Regions from separate parts of the Zea mays genome. Here region 1 is linked to region 2. A link is a contact called in public Hi-C data. All regions are on one chromosome and are shown on one strand. The core of a region is the stretch at or near the end of the contact, and the rest is flanking DNA. Distances in the headings are between cores, read along the strand shown.

Region 1 (2,873 bases), core at 317-2,816, 360 kb before region 2:
GTACAGAAAGAGAGTAGAATAAATATCATATTATGGCAGATATTAGTCTCACAACTTTACAAGTCAGTTACAAATTTTGAGTTTTCAAGTACTTCTTGATAAGTTTTGAAAAAAAAAATGGTCCCCATGTATTTTGGCATAAGCTAAGTTTATGGAGCTAATGTATAACTTTAAAATAGAATAGAACGACCCTTATCGTATTTCCTAGCTCAAAAGTATTCGCAACCCAACTCGTCTAACCTTTAGTTTAATACAAAGTGGGAGAGAGGAGAACGGAGAGTCCGAAAGGACTGAGGCTATCTCCAACAAGTTGTGGATGTGACTGTGGATGTGAAAAATAAGTAACAAAATCATATTATTTATGCTTCCAACAGATCGCGCATACGATCACACAAAAATGCACGTCATCTCACAGCATCGTGGATGCGACTATGGATGTGAAAAATGAGTAACAAAATCATATTATTCATGCATTCAATAGATCGCGCATGCGGACACAAAGTTCACGTCATCCCGTGGCATCGTGGATATTAGCGAGTTCATGTGGTTGTGCAAATGCTAGCTGCTTCAGTGGGACACATGTCTCAATATTCGTGCGTCGTGCGCGCACGCTTTACTGATGTGCGACCGTTTATATGATCTACTAAAAACAATATATTTTGTGTGACGCTCTAACCGCACCCGCTTCAACAGTTCCCTTTGAGACTAACCGACCGATCCTCCGCCTCCACACCTCTGGAGTTTGTACGCCACTCAGATCCAATTCCAGTTCCAAATGGAGAGTTTTGACTCCGTGCATGTACGGATACACATAACACATGGCCTATCTAGCGGCTCCCCCACTAACCAAATTTGCTTATTTGGGTCCCTATACATGGCCGCTCACCAAAATACCTCACTGATATTGCCAATATCTAAAATACCCCACAATACATGTGTCTCTAGCTAGATTACTCCACTATAAGTCCAATTCTATTAAACTAAGTTACACCATAATCCAGATCAATACATATGGATTAAGGTAAATAATAGAGTATTAAAACTAGGCTTTAAAGTGTTAGATTTTACCCCTATTAAACACTTCTCGTAAACTAATTCAGTAAATGCAGTTTGCCTTTACAACATCACGTACACATCATCCCTGTCGCTTCCCCTTCCCTTCAGGCAAGAAAGAGAAATTAGTTCATATTACACTTCAATACACCTTATACCACTTCAATCCACCTCAATCCAAGATTAGCCAATCAAGCCCTTAATCGTTGACAGCGTCGTCATCGTCCATCACCACAGTCCACAGGGGCGTCACCGCCGCCCCTCCCTATTGCTGCCCCTTCCCACATCCCAATCGTTGTGCACGCCGCCGCCACCCATCCCTGCTATCGCAAGAACGGCAGCTCTTTTCTCACCGCTAGGTACGGTAGTGCTAAATAAATGACAGTGAGGTAATCAAGCAAGAAGCATATGTATTGTGAGGTATTTTTAGCTATTGACAATTTCTCATTAAAATATTTTAGCGAACGAAGATATATGGTACCCAGAATAAGCATTTGTCCCACCAACGGCGTCCAAGCCCTAGCCTAACGATACTTGCTTCAGCCCAGGGCTTTCCTCCGAATCCCCTTCTCGTCCAGGCAGTTGTTGCAAAAATCCCGCCTCCCTGATTGCGGTTGTTGCAAAAATCCCGCTACGCTAGTCGCTAGGCTTTCCTCAGCAGCACTTCCGCGCTTCGACTCCTGGCAGATTGGATTGGGTCGCTGCTTCCACCAGCAATCCAATTCCGGAGATGACTACCACTCAGTTCGCCATGGTTGAGGAGCTGGCCTCGCTCATCAAGGACAACCTGCACAGCAAGCACCTGATCCTCTCCACCGAGGAAGCCCTCATCGCAGCCCTCCAGCAGCTGCACTGCCGCGACGGCGACCGTGAAGAGGACGACGATGCGGCGGATACGATAGAGCTTCAGCCTGCTGGGGCCTACCACCGCCTTCTCTTGCATCGCCTTGCTGAAATCTATGGGTACACCTGCTAGCTTCAATTGGGGTGATGCTGTGTGTGTGTGTGCTGTGCCTAACAGCTAATTTGCCTGCTTCTACCTAGGTTCGCTCATGAATCGGTTGGTGAAGGCGAGGATCGACATTTAGTCCTCCAGTGCTGCCCTGAAACAGCCATGTATGTTGCCAAGCTTGCTTCCAGTAAAATCTCTTGACTTGTTGCCTGTCATCTCTATGCCTTTGCTTTTCTGTTCTCTAGATTATGTTCTAACATTAGATCAGAATCCCCACTGTACCACAATATTAGTATGTTTCAAGTATATCTTTCAACCAGCATTTGATGCTTGCATGAATGCAGGAGAAACAAAGTTACAGCCAATTCAGTTAAACACTCAAGACACAACTTTCTAATAGTGTTTCAATATATGTAATCCGCTGTAGTACCAGTTGCACCCTAACTCATTTTGTGTTCTATAATTTGGATCTATGCATGTTCTTTTGGGTACCATACTATTGTGAGCTTCAACTGCACCATGTATCCTTAGCATCTTACATGTTGCTTTCTTCATGTTTGATGTACCTTTTGTTGCTGCTCTCACCTGCTCTGTTCTTTCTACATTATATTTATCTCAAAAGCTATGCTATATCTTATTGATTGAGTAAATACGTAGCTGTTGTGTTTTCCCGTTAGGTTGAATTAGTCATCTCGTTTGTTGCAGCCCATCTGTCCTTGTTAGTGATATGATATGGAAGTTTGATAACAGTGACGATTTGGCGTCCGTTGTGCTAACCAGAAATGATATAGGTGAGTCACTTTTCTGCCCATTTGTATAATAAAAGAGGGGTATTTTATCTGCCATATCATGTGCATAGTGCATCTAG
Region 2 (2,855 bases), core at 93-2,592:
TCAGAGAACATGCATTTGGCAAAGGAAATTGTTTATGGGTGCACATGCTTCGAAGAATGAAACACCAAGCAAAACTAGTATGTGTCAGTTTAGAGAAAGCAAGAATAGCAAATTAGCAATAGTGACAATTGACACACTGCAAACTAAGCAAACCAGTAGAGCACAACACACAACACACAATGCACGACAAAAGAGCATAGATAGATCCCAGCAACTAATAAGAGATGTATGTAACTCATAACATTGTATGACTACATTAAGAACAACAACTTAGGCAAGCAACTGCACCAAAACATATTCAGTCATGCATGAAATACTATATTTTTTGACAAAAATGATGAGTAAACACTAAGCAGGAGGCAGCTGATATAAGTTAAACAAGACAATAAGCACACCAGTTGATCATGAATTTTCAACACACTAAGAACCGTACTTAGACTAGAATAACCAATAAGGGAAACCAGTGACTTAGGCCTAGCAAAACACAATGCAGCAATTGAATGGTAGTCCAAAGTCCAAACCAATTAAACAGTAGTGTTGAGCAATGAGTATCAGCTACCATACAACATAGAGCAGCACCACTACGCAACCTACATTAATCGGATACTAGGCAGCCATAACAGACGGGCTGAAAAGGGGGCTCCAACTCAAAATGACCACCAGATTGCACCCAAAAAAACATGGTACAAAATAAGTAACCCGGGGAAGAGAATTAACCCAGAACCGAGCAATAACGAGTTCGGTAACCCAACAATTGCATCCACCCCGCAGCGTTCAATCCACAGCGAAACCCTCTTCACGGTAGAGAGAGAGAGAGAGAGAGAGAGAGAGCAGAGCAGAGCTACACAGTAATAATAGCGGCTACCTCGAGGTTGAACAGCGTGGAGTAAGAGAGCCCGCCGCCGCCCCGCGGGGGTGCGCGGCGCGGATCCATGTAGAAAACCCTAGCGCCCCGGCTCGCCGCGGGAGGTGGGGAACCGGAGAGAGAGAACGCAGGGACCGAATATAACGCCGAAGGCGCGGTGCGGGAGTCGGCCCAGTCGGTCCGCGGCTACGGCGGCGACGGGATTAAGGTTAGGGTTGTGGGCGGAAGCGGAAGGGGGGTGGGGAAGGAGGCGGAGGTGGAGGGAGGCGGTGGGGGGTGGTGTGGATGCCCTGTTGTGACGTGGTGGGGGAAGTAGTAGAACGAGGCATGGCTCTGGCTTGGCCGCGGAGGGGAGAGAGGAGAAGAGGGGAGCAGGGAAAGCGAAACCGGAAGGGGTCTGGGCCTGGGTTTTCCACTCGCCAACGTATGTGCTGCGGCTGCTGCCTGCGCCAACGTATGTGCTGGCTGCCTGCGCCCACACGGCCTTTGTTTCTTCTCTCTTTTTTTTATCCCATCCGGAGTTAATTTTGGCGGCAAAACAGAATTCTTGGAGTTTGTTATTAGAAAATGAATGCAAAACTTCTTAAATTGTAAATTTAGAGAGTTAAATTATAGATTTAGAGATATGCTAAAACATTTTAAGAAATAAAAAATATATGTGATCCAGCCAATCTCTATTTATTGGTTACTAATTTTTTAAAAGTTGCACACGTCAAGAAATAAGTGAACCCACTTTCTACTTTTAATTGGACTGGTGCAGAAAATCCCTATCAACAACATTTACTTACTTTTCAAGCGGTATAAGATCTGCTACAGATCTTAATAAGGTAAACTTTCATATCGGCTTACATAAAAAAATGCTAACAACGTCTTGTGAAGTCGGAGTTGTCGATGAAAGACCAGGCAGCCGTAACAACAGGCACACACCATCCACAAAGGTCCTCACGGCGACGGCATGAAGGTGACATAGGAGGCGCTATAGTGGCGCCTCGACACAAGAGGTTCTCTAACGGTGGTGGCGTCTAGGTGTTTGGAGCACTGAGATGGATTTGTGATCATCGAGATGATGGGACGCACAAAACAAATGGTGGGAGTAGGCTTTTCACAGTGGATTTGGCGCAAACGTTGATTTCAGGAGTCCCAACAATGTTGCTAAATGTAGAAATGAAATTGAATTTTGTAGAGAGTTTGTAAATTTAGGGACTTGCTTTACACTACTATTGGAGAAGAGTTTTCTTGAAAATTTCTTTAATTCATATTTATAGAGTTGCTTACCTAACTATTGTGGATGCTCTTAAACCTCCACCTATAGGGTAAGACGCCTATGGTATATATTAAAAAAACCTTCTCATGTCGATAAAACTCTCTGAACCCCTACCCCACATATACACAGCGACACTATAGTCATGTGAGAATATCTGTAACCAAGGCCGGTCCTTAGACTTATGCTTTGGCGTGAAAATCTAGGACCTAAGAAACGCTGCTCGTAGAACAACATATTTAGAGGCATTTTTTCTAGATGCAATATATATATATATATGCGAGTGTTATTATATAATTTTATCACATAAAGTAGAGTTGCGTCTGCATTGCTATGATCAAACCACTATTAAGAATCTCCTTAATATTATTATTACTATATTATTATTATTATTATTATTATTATTATTATTATTATTACTATTATTATTATTATTGTTATATATACTAGGTGAGTGCCCGTGCGTTGCAACGGAAACATATAATACCACAATAACTTATGTACAAATGTGTGTTATATTATTATGAAAAAGATTTCATAATTCATTTATGATTCTAGGTATACATAATCCTCTGTTTCACCACTACATTACAACCAATCAGTATTATGCAACCATCTAATTATAAATATTCTAGATAAGTTTATGGAATGAACTTTGAAACAAGTTCTTTCAGTCCACATGTAGAAGCCACGATAGAAAAATGCAAGTTTTTTAAACAAGTTCTTTCT

Evidence for each region. A called contact is a pair of places that touch in the nucleus more often than the background predicts.
Region 1: a Hi-C map of leaf shows a contact between it and region 2, with 1.9 times the contacts expected there. The contact joins the promoter of LOC100192048 here to the promoter of LOC103634945 in region 2. A contact is called at or near these places in 5 of 25 Hi-C or Micro-C datasets (ear, endosperm, leaf and 1 more).

The regions. Positions count from the first base shown.
Region 1 is chr1:60,934,018-60,936,890 of Zm-B73-REFERENCE-NAM-5.0, reverse strand. It overlaps LOC100192048 (R3H domain protein), which reads left to right and starts at 1,566. Exons shown (of 5, transcript NM_001137471.2): 1 at 1,566-2,016; 2 at 2,098-2,169; 3 at 2,711-2,796. The coding sequence starts at 1,784.
Region 2 is chr1:60,573,588-60,576,442 of Zm-B73-REFERENCE-NAM-5.0, reverse strand. LOC103634945 (chromatin-remodeling ATPase INO80) reads right to left here and starts at 1,342. Exons shown (of 22, transcript XM_020546378.2): 1 at 866-1,342. The coding sequence starts at 934.